Regions from separate parts of the Danio rerio genome. Here region 2 is linked to region 1. A link is a contact called in public Micro-C data. All regions are on one chromosome and are shown on one strand. Each heading gives the region's core, a stretch centred on a gene start, on an enhancer-like site or on the middle of the called end of the contact. The rest is flanking DNA. Distances are from core to core; before and after follow the strand shown.

The links. A called contact is a pair of places that touch in the nucleus more often than the background predicts.
Region 2: a contact with region 1 is called in a Micro-C map of caudal fin, with 6 times the contacts expected there. The contact joins the promoter of pcsk5a here to the promoter of mast4 in region 1. A contact is called at or near these places in 4 of 18 Hi-C or Micro-C datasets (caudal fin, embryo, hematopoietic stem cells and 1 more).

The regions. Positions count from the first base shown.
Region 1 is chr5:60,426,397-60,429,900 of GRCz12tu, reverse strand. It overlaps mast4 (microtubule associated serine/threonine kinase family member 4), which reads left to right and starts at 1,504. Exons shown (of 29, transcript XM_073951462.1): 1 at 1,504-1,976. The coding sequence starts at 1,719. The region is part of intron 1 of LOC100535993 (leukemia inhibitory factor receptor); the gene reads right to left.
Region 2 is chr5:60,580,318-60,583,985 of GRCz12tu, reverse strand. pcsk5a (proprotein convertase subtilisin/kexin type 5a) reads right to left here and starts at 1,832. Exons shown (of 37, transcript XM_021476634.3): 1 at 1,493-1,832. The coding sequence starts at 1,654.

The DNA of each region.
Region 1 (3,504 bases), core at 255-2,754:
TGCAATAGAACGTCAAAAACCCTTTAGATCAAATTATTGTAAATGAGCGCCATCTAGTGTGTAAAGTATGTCAGCTAACTATTAAACTGACTAAATAGCTCACAGTACATAGATTTTACATCCTTTGAACTTAATGTGCACAATGTTGGCAGATTTATTTGATGTATGTTTTTTATGTAATACCTCATTTTACTTTTTTTTTAATGTTTAAAAAGATTTTGCAATATTTTCATATTTTATTTGTGAATCCAAATAACTTAATGTGTATTGTGCATGCTATTGATGTTAAACGCGTATGTGGGGGTTTCATTTGCCCTCCTATAATAGACTTGTTTTTTCAGTGCTGTGGAGATCTATAATCTGAGATGTTTTTGAGGTTTGCTATTGAGATTTTACAACAGCAATCAACTGCAGGGCACAAGCTATTTATAAACCACATACCAAAATATGGTGTAATGTGTAATACACACAGAAAATCTACGACATGCAATGTTTGCAAAACTTGAAAAAAACCTTGCAAAAAGCAATTACATATAAAGAGAATTATTACTATAACTCATTTATAATCACTGATCTATTTTATCTTTGCCATGATGACATTAAATAATATTTGACTAGATTATTCTTAAGATTATACAGCTTCAATGAAATTTAAAGGCTTAACTAGGTTTATTAGGTTATCTAGACAGGATAGGGTAATTAGGCAAGTCATTGTATAAGGATGGTTTGTTCTATCGAAAAAAAAAAAATATATATATATATAGCTTAAAGGGGCAAATAATTGTTTCCTTAAAATGGCTTTTAAAAAACTAAAAACTCTTTTTATTCTAGCGGATAACATCTACAAAAATTAATTTTATTTATATTTAATCAAATTTTTGTATGAATTATTTTAGTTATAAATTATTAATATAGTTTTTTTATATTATTTTAACCCCAGGTTATTTATTTGTTTGCTTATTTGCCTTGTTTTTTTATTTTTCTATAAGTGTTTTTTATCTAGGCCTGTAATGTGTGTTTTAATGTATAGGTTATTAATAATTGTAAATATAAAAACTGTAAGTCAAATATCATTCATTCATTTTCCTGTCGGCTGAGACCCTTTATTAATCCGGGGTCGCCACAGCGGAATTAACCGCCAACTTATCCCGCACGTTTTTACGCAGCAGACGCCCTTCCAGCCGCAACCCATCTCTGGGAAACATCCACACACACTCATACACTATGGAAAATTTAGCTTACCCAATTCACCTGTACATGTCTTTGGTCTGTAAGGGAAACCAGAGCACCCGGAGTAAACTCATGCGACTTCATGGTCAGTCATTTTAATTTCTCTACACTCGTCGGTGTCTAATGAAATGTTTGGAGCATATGTTTGGACATGCTTTGCTTTCTGAGGTCTCAAGGGTTAAGAGTGCGCCGTTGAAATCTTGTCCAGCGCGCTCTTTTCTCATTGGCCGATAGGCGGAGTTTGGATGTCCAATGAGAGCAGGTTTATAAGTTAAAGACACTGCAGCGATGCGTTGAGCAGGACGCGCTTTAGTGCTGCGCTACAAACTTCACTTTAAATGCCTGTATGTTATGACGTAAACATTAAAGTCAGTTGTAATCACAGCGGTACAGTGAGGCGAGATCTTTCCGGCGCTCAGCTGGAGCTCAGATCAGCTGTCCTTCAGCATGTGATTAGTTTTAGACAATTAACTTGATGTTTCAGGGCAATGGAGAGTGAGCAGTCAAAAACATTTGGAGGCGGCGGAGAAGATTCATCAGGCTCCGACACGCTGTCAGAAGGCGAGACGCGAGCAGACCACTATGAGTCCGAATTACGCTTTGAGGAATTTACTCACTCCTCAGATTTTGTAGGTCTTGACGAAAAAATGAAAGGAACTGATTCTGATGAATGCAGCGCCGAGATAAAAGCGATAAATCAGGGTGGTCACGATGAAGGAGAAAATGACGGGGACGAGGACGAAATGGTAAAGTATCTTTTGATTATAATATCACTAAACACTACAGAGGGATTCAGTTGCTGTATGTTTGATCTTCACTGTGACTGCAGGTGTGTTGTTTGAGCTATTGTTATTATTCACACGCTGAATTATGATTGGTGCTCTATTCACCTGTTTTAACATAACTGTTTGACAAATATACAAAGATAAATACACATGCATGACTGACAGATAGTCATATCAGAGTTTACTTATTAGACCTTTTATCTAAATAACGTTATCTGTTTATTTAATTAGATGTGGATTTACAACTCTGAAGTTATCCAAGAGTTTATGAGTTAAAAATGAGCAAACTGACACTTTATTGCTTGATTATTTACACCAGGCTATCCAATGCGAAGATGGTTTGATTTATAGAATTAATTTCGTGGTTGCATGAATCAATCTAATATCATGCATACCCTTAAAATCAACATCAACACAAACTAGTTTACTATCTGGTTTTATTGTGAATGATGAACTGTAAATTATTTTGGTATAGATATAAGAATGGTAGTTATACAATATTAAAAATTGATTTGCAGCTGGATAGACGTTCTTGGCTTGCTATCCATCCATTGATTTTTCATAGAGGTAAAGTTGGCTTTATATTTGTACTTTCAGATTTCTCCTTAAAAAAATATAATTTAATTCGAGTGTTCTTTACAAATTCTAAAGGGGGAAATCATATTAGCAGCCAATAGCGATCAAAGTACAACATTGATCACAGTCAGTTTAATAGTGCTAATGTTGTTTTGAAGTCATACTTGCATGCAATTTCAGCCTGAATATTCAAAGTACAATATAAGCACTGTGTCACATGTTGTCACTGTTCAAAAATTAACAAATGTGCAAATATAAAAACAACTTTACCTCTTTTCACAACCAATTCTGTAACCTCCTTTCTTGTTGTTTATCTTTTTTCATGCTGAAATATTCCCCAAAGTGGGTTGTGAATTTAATGTTAAGCTTATATTGTTTGTGTCTGCAATATTGCACATCTCATTGACACTTTAGGGGAGTTTCTAACATTTGGCTTTTTCCCTCAGCTGTCATTCGTAGGTCCATGTGTGATGTTTTTCTTTTGCTGATTAATTTGTTTTCAGTTTCATTCAGTTGAACATGTAGTATTTGGTTTGCAAATAGCATAAAAGATCCCTTTGCCTGTTTCAAATAATAGATTCTTAAATTAAAATAGAGATTCTGTGACCTTTGTTTGCCTAGTCTGACTTGAAAAGTAGGTTAGCTTTTGTCATGTACTTCTAGACTGGTTTGTCCAGCGTTTCTAATATGCTAATCTTTTTCACCGGGAGTGACATCTAATTGGCTTGCCTGAGGATTACTTGGCTTTGTCACACCAATGAGATACCCGAGATGGTTGTCATTCACAAAGCCATGTCATCACATGTTTACTTACCGTCAGGTCAGGTAGTAAGGATGAGTCATTTGAGAAACACAGACTGATCAACCTTTTTGCCAGTGTTATTAGTGTTAAAGTGCTGAAGAATGACTTCTG
Region 2 (3,668 bases), core at 583-3,082, 150 kb before region 1:
TAAAAAAAAGCTTTTTTAAAAATATATATCATCCATCATTAAAAAAAAAAAACCCAAAACAATAATAAATCTGTTTAAAACTTGTTTAAATAAAAGACAGTAGCCTATAGCAAAGACTATAGAATACACAAGACATGTCACTTGTACCTCACTCAGGTTTGGACCAGACATGAGTTTTTGCAGATTTTGTGTGATTTAGATGTTAAGAAATGAAACTAAAGACACAGTTGTTGTTTAATTTTATTGGTGATTTCTAATATGAAATTCAATGGTAAGCTTGGCATGCAGTTTTGGAAAATTTGATGTTCCTTCATTCAGACAGAATGCCTGAGCATACTGCCCTAGAGGTGTTTCAAAGATGGCCGCCGAGGCAAATAACAAACTGGCCAGCTTATTTCCTCAGTCAGAATTTGTCCAATTCAATAATTAAACATTAATTTGTCTTAGAGCCTTCTTCTGTTGATTATGTTCTCAATTTCTGATTGTATACTCTCAAAAATAGGACAAAATGAGCTCATATAGCTACTGTCTTTATTTGTGTTTCACGGAGAAAATAATTTCCCTCATTTGAAATACAATAATTTCAAGTTTGGAACAGCTTGGAGAAGCAAATATTGAGTCACATTTAATTTTGGGGTGAAATGCAGAGAGATAATACATTTATCAAAGCAGGAAATTTTGACTTTGAAATAGAAATGCAACATTTTACATTTTATGAAGTTTTCTTGCTGAACATGTATTACTTCTAAGTATAAAAATAATATGTAAATATCATTGTCCTTAAACTTTGACTTTGCACAGTGCCTTTACAATATAATTTACAGCAAGAGTAGAGTTGGCTTATAGTCCTTCATTCAGAATACCATGTAAAAATCCTACGAATTTCCTTTGTCACTGAATTATGTCTTTTATGTTTACAGTAGCTCTATTAATTTGTACAGACAGTTTGCAATTCTCTGTTATATGGAGAATAGAAATGTGTCAGTTGGTTAACTAACTGTAGGAGGGTATAAGATGCCATCAGGGTTAGAAGCCCAGTCTTGCATGGTTAAACACATGTATTATAGAAGAGCCAGTGACCCAGAGACATGGGCTTTGTAAAAATGAAAGACTAATTTGAAGAGAAAACTAAATTTAAAGAAAAAAGTTTGTGTTCACATACCATATGTTCATAGGAATGTGAGTTTGTTTATGGAGTTTTATCTTGGCAGAAATTGAACCCTCTTGAAACCTTGCAATTTCTATGTCAATAAGCCAAACCATGACACCATTACCACAGTATCATCACATATCTCCATATTTGAATGAATAATATATTTTTATAAATCTTTTAGCATCACAATAAGTACTTTGATAAAGGAAACAAGCATTGCGGAAAAACAATGTTGAATACATGTGAAATGATATCCAGCTTATATCGTTAAAGAGTTTAGTTTCAACTAGAGAGTAAAACATGAAGTGTTTTCACTAGAAAACATTTTTGTACACTTACCTGGCCCATATTCACAAATCCATATTTTTCTGCAATAAGGTCAGCAGCTTCAGGGCCTCCAGTTATTTTGACTGCCCACCGGTTTGTGTATAGTCTCATTTGAACACATTGCAGCCCAATCCCAAAAAAGAGTGCATACGGAAAAAATATTGTAGATGTCATCTTCAGGTGGATATGTTCTCCGCTTCATGCAGAAATATTTCTCTGATAACACTCCTTATTGAAAAGTTCTCATCATTTAAATAGGACTTTACATAATCTACAAGACTGAAGTGATAAATGATTGTCAAGTAAAATTTCTAAAGCACCTAGTTTGTCTGTGAGAGGACTACTCAACTGTGTTGGCTTCACTGCATCTGTTGCCTGTGGCAAATCATCTCCAATTACACTCCTATCAATTTCTACAGGTGCACTTTGTGCTCATACAGCAAACAAGAAACACTGGGAATATTTGCTAACAAGCTAAAAGCACTCCCATTCATAACATTACTAAAGTAAAATACAATGTTGAATAGTACTATAGGTAGTTTACAGTAGTATTAGTAGTTTACTTTTACTCGGTTTCACATCAAGTTTACATTCATTTTAATGTTCTTTTTTTTCAAATTCCTGTCTGACTTTTCATTTTATGTTTCCCCCAAAGTTCATCTGTTGGTTTTATATTTTCTGTAGCAAACTGTATTTTCTGGTAGCCTAAAATGTCTTTTTAAATGCATTTGCTTTATCCATGTATATAAATAAGTATCAAAGAATAAAACTTAATTGTGTTACACTAACATCATGTGGTCAGATTGAGAAATTACTCATTATGAAAATAACTGCATTTTTTCACACTATATATTTCACAGTATATATTTAATTGTCACAAGTTGTTAAAACACATACAGTTTGTTTGCATAAGTATATTTTTAATGTAAATTTTCAACTGAATTAAGTCCCGGCTTATGCATTTGCAACATCTTTTTCAAAACATTTCCATTTACTCACTCATATACCTGTTTGCGATCAAGTTTTTGTATGTGTGCATAAAATTCTCATAACATGCAAAGCTGGAAAAACAGGACTGTCTTTATAACATGTTTTAAAGAGCTGCCTTAATATAGACGCTGAAGCATTTGTCTACTTTTAATTTCACATCACATTGACACAGAAAAAAAAAGACTTGTTCAGAATTAAAGGACTGGGATACAGATTTAACATGGCCTTCAGAGTAACTAATTTCAATATTGTTAGAGTGATTATTAATCAAGTTTTTAATCTGTATATCACCTAAATCCTTTTAGATTTTATGATGAATGAAGAAATTTAGTAGTTATTGACAAGTGGTAATGTCATACATTTTTCTGCTTCGGCTTTCACAGCGCAAAAATACAAAAAAATCTGAAGAATACTTACATTAAATGTAGAACTACAAATTGACTTAATAAACAAAAGCTGCCAGCAAATTGTCTTGATGCAAATTGTCTTGATGCGGAATTTATGTGTTCTTCAGATTAAGAAACACCTATAAGAAGGGTAATAAGAAGAAACTCTGCAGGGAATGAGTCCCCCCAGCAGATACAACACATACAATTATATTTATATAATTACTAAACGGCTGGACAGGACCAGGGAACATGGAGACAAGGCACAAGACAAACAAGAGACACAAACACAGACATAGAGGACTATAACCAAAAACAATAAACTTTACAACAAAAAAAAGGGAAATACTCAGTCGAAAATAAATTAAGTAAAGTAAAATAAATTTGTGACCAAAATGATATGGAGTTTAAAATATGCCAAAACAATCTGAATTTGAATTATCTTAATTTGAATTATTAACTGTGCAGAGCTGCGGCCCTCCAGGAATACAGTTTAAGACCTATGATTTACGTACTTGCATATTTACTATTGACAAACAAGATTAAAACAGGGTTTAGGTAATGTACAGTTCAAACAGGTGATGGAGTTTGGTTGTGCTGGAGAGTCCCAGGTCTAGGAGACTGAACAGGGATGAACTGGCCAGGTAGGAAGTGGTAAAGATCTGGAAAGATGATCTGCACAACTGAGAACAATCACTAGAGGGCTGTAGTCTCTCACCAGTAACAGCCTTGCAGAGTATATCAGCAGCCAGGGACTCAATAGAGCAGGACATGAGAACATTAAGACAAGGGACAAGACAAACAAGACACAC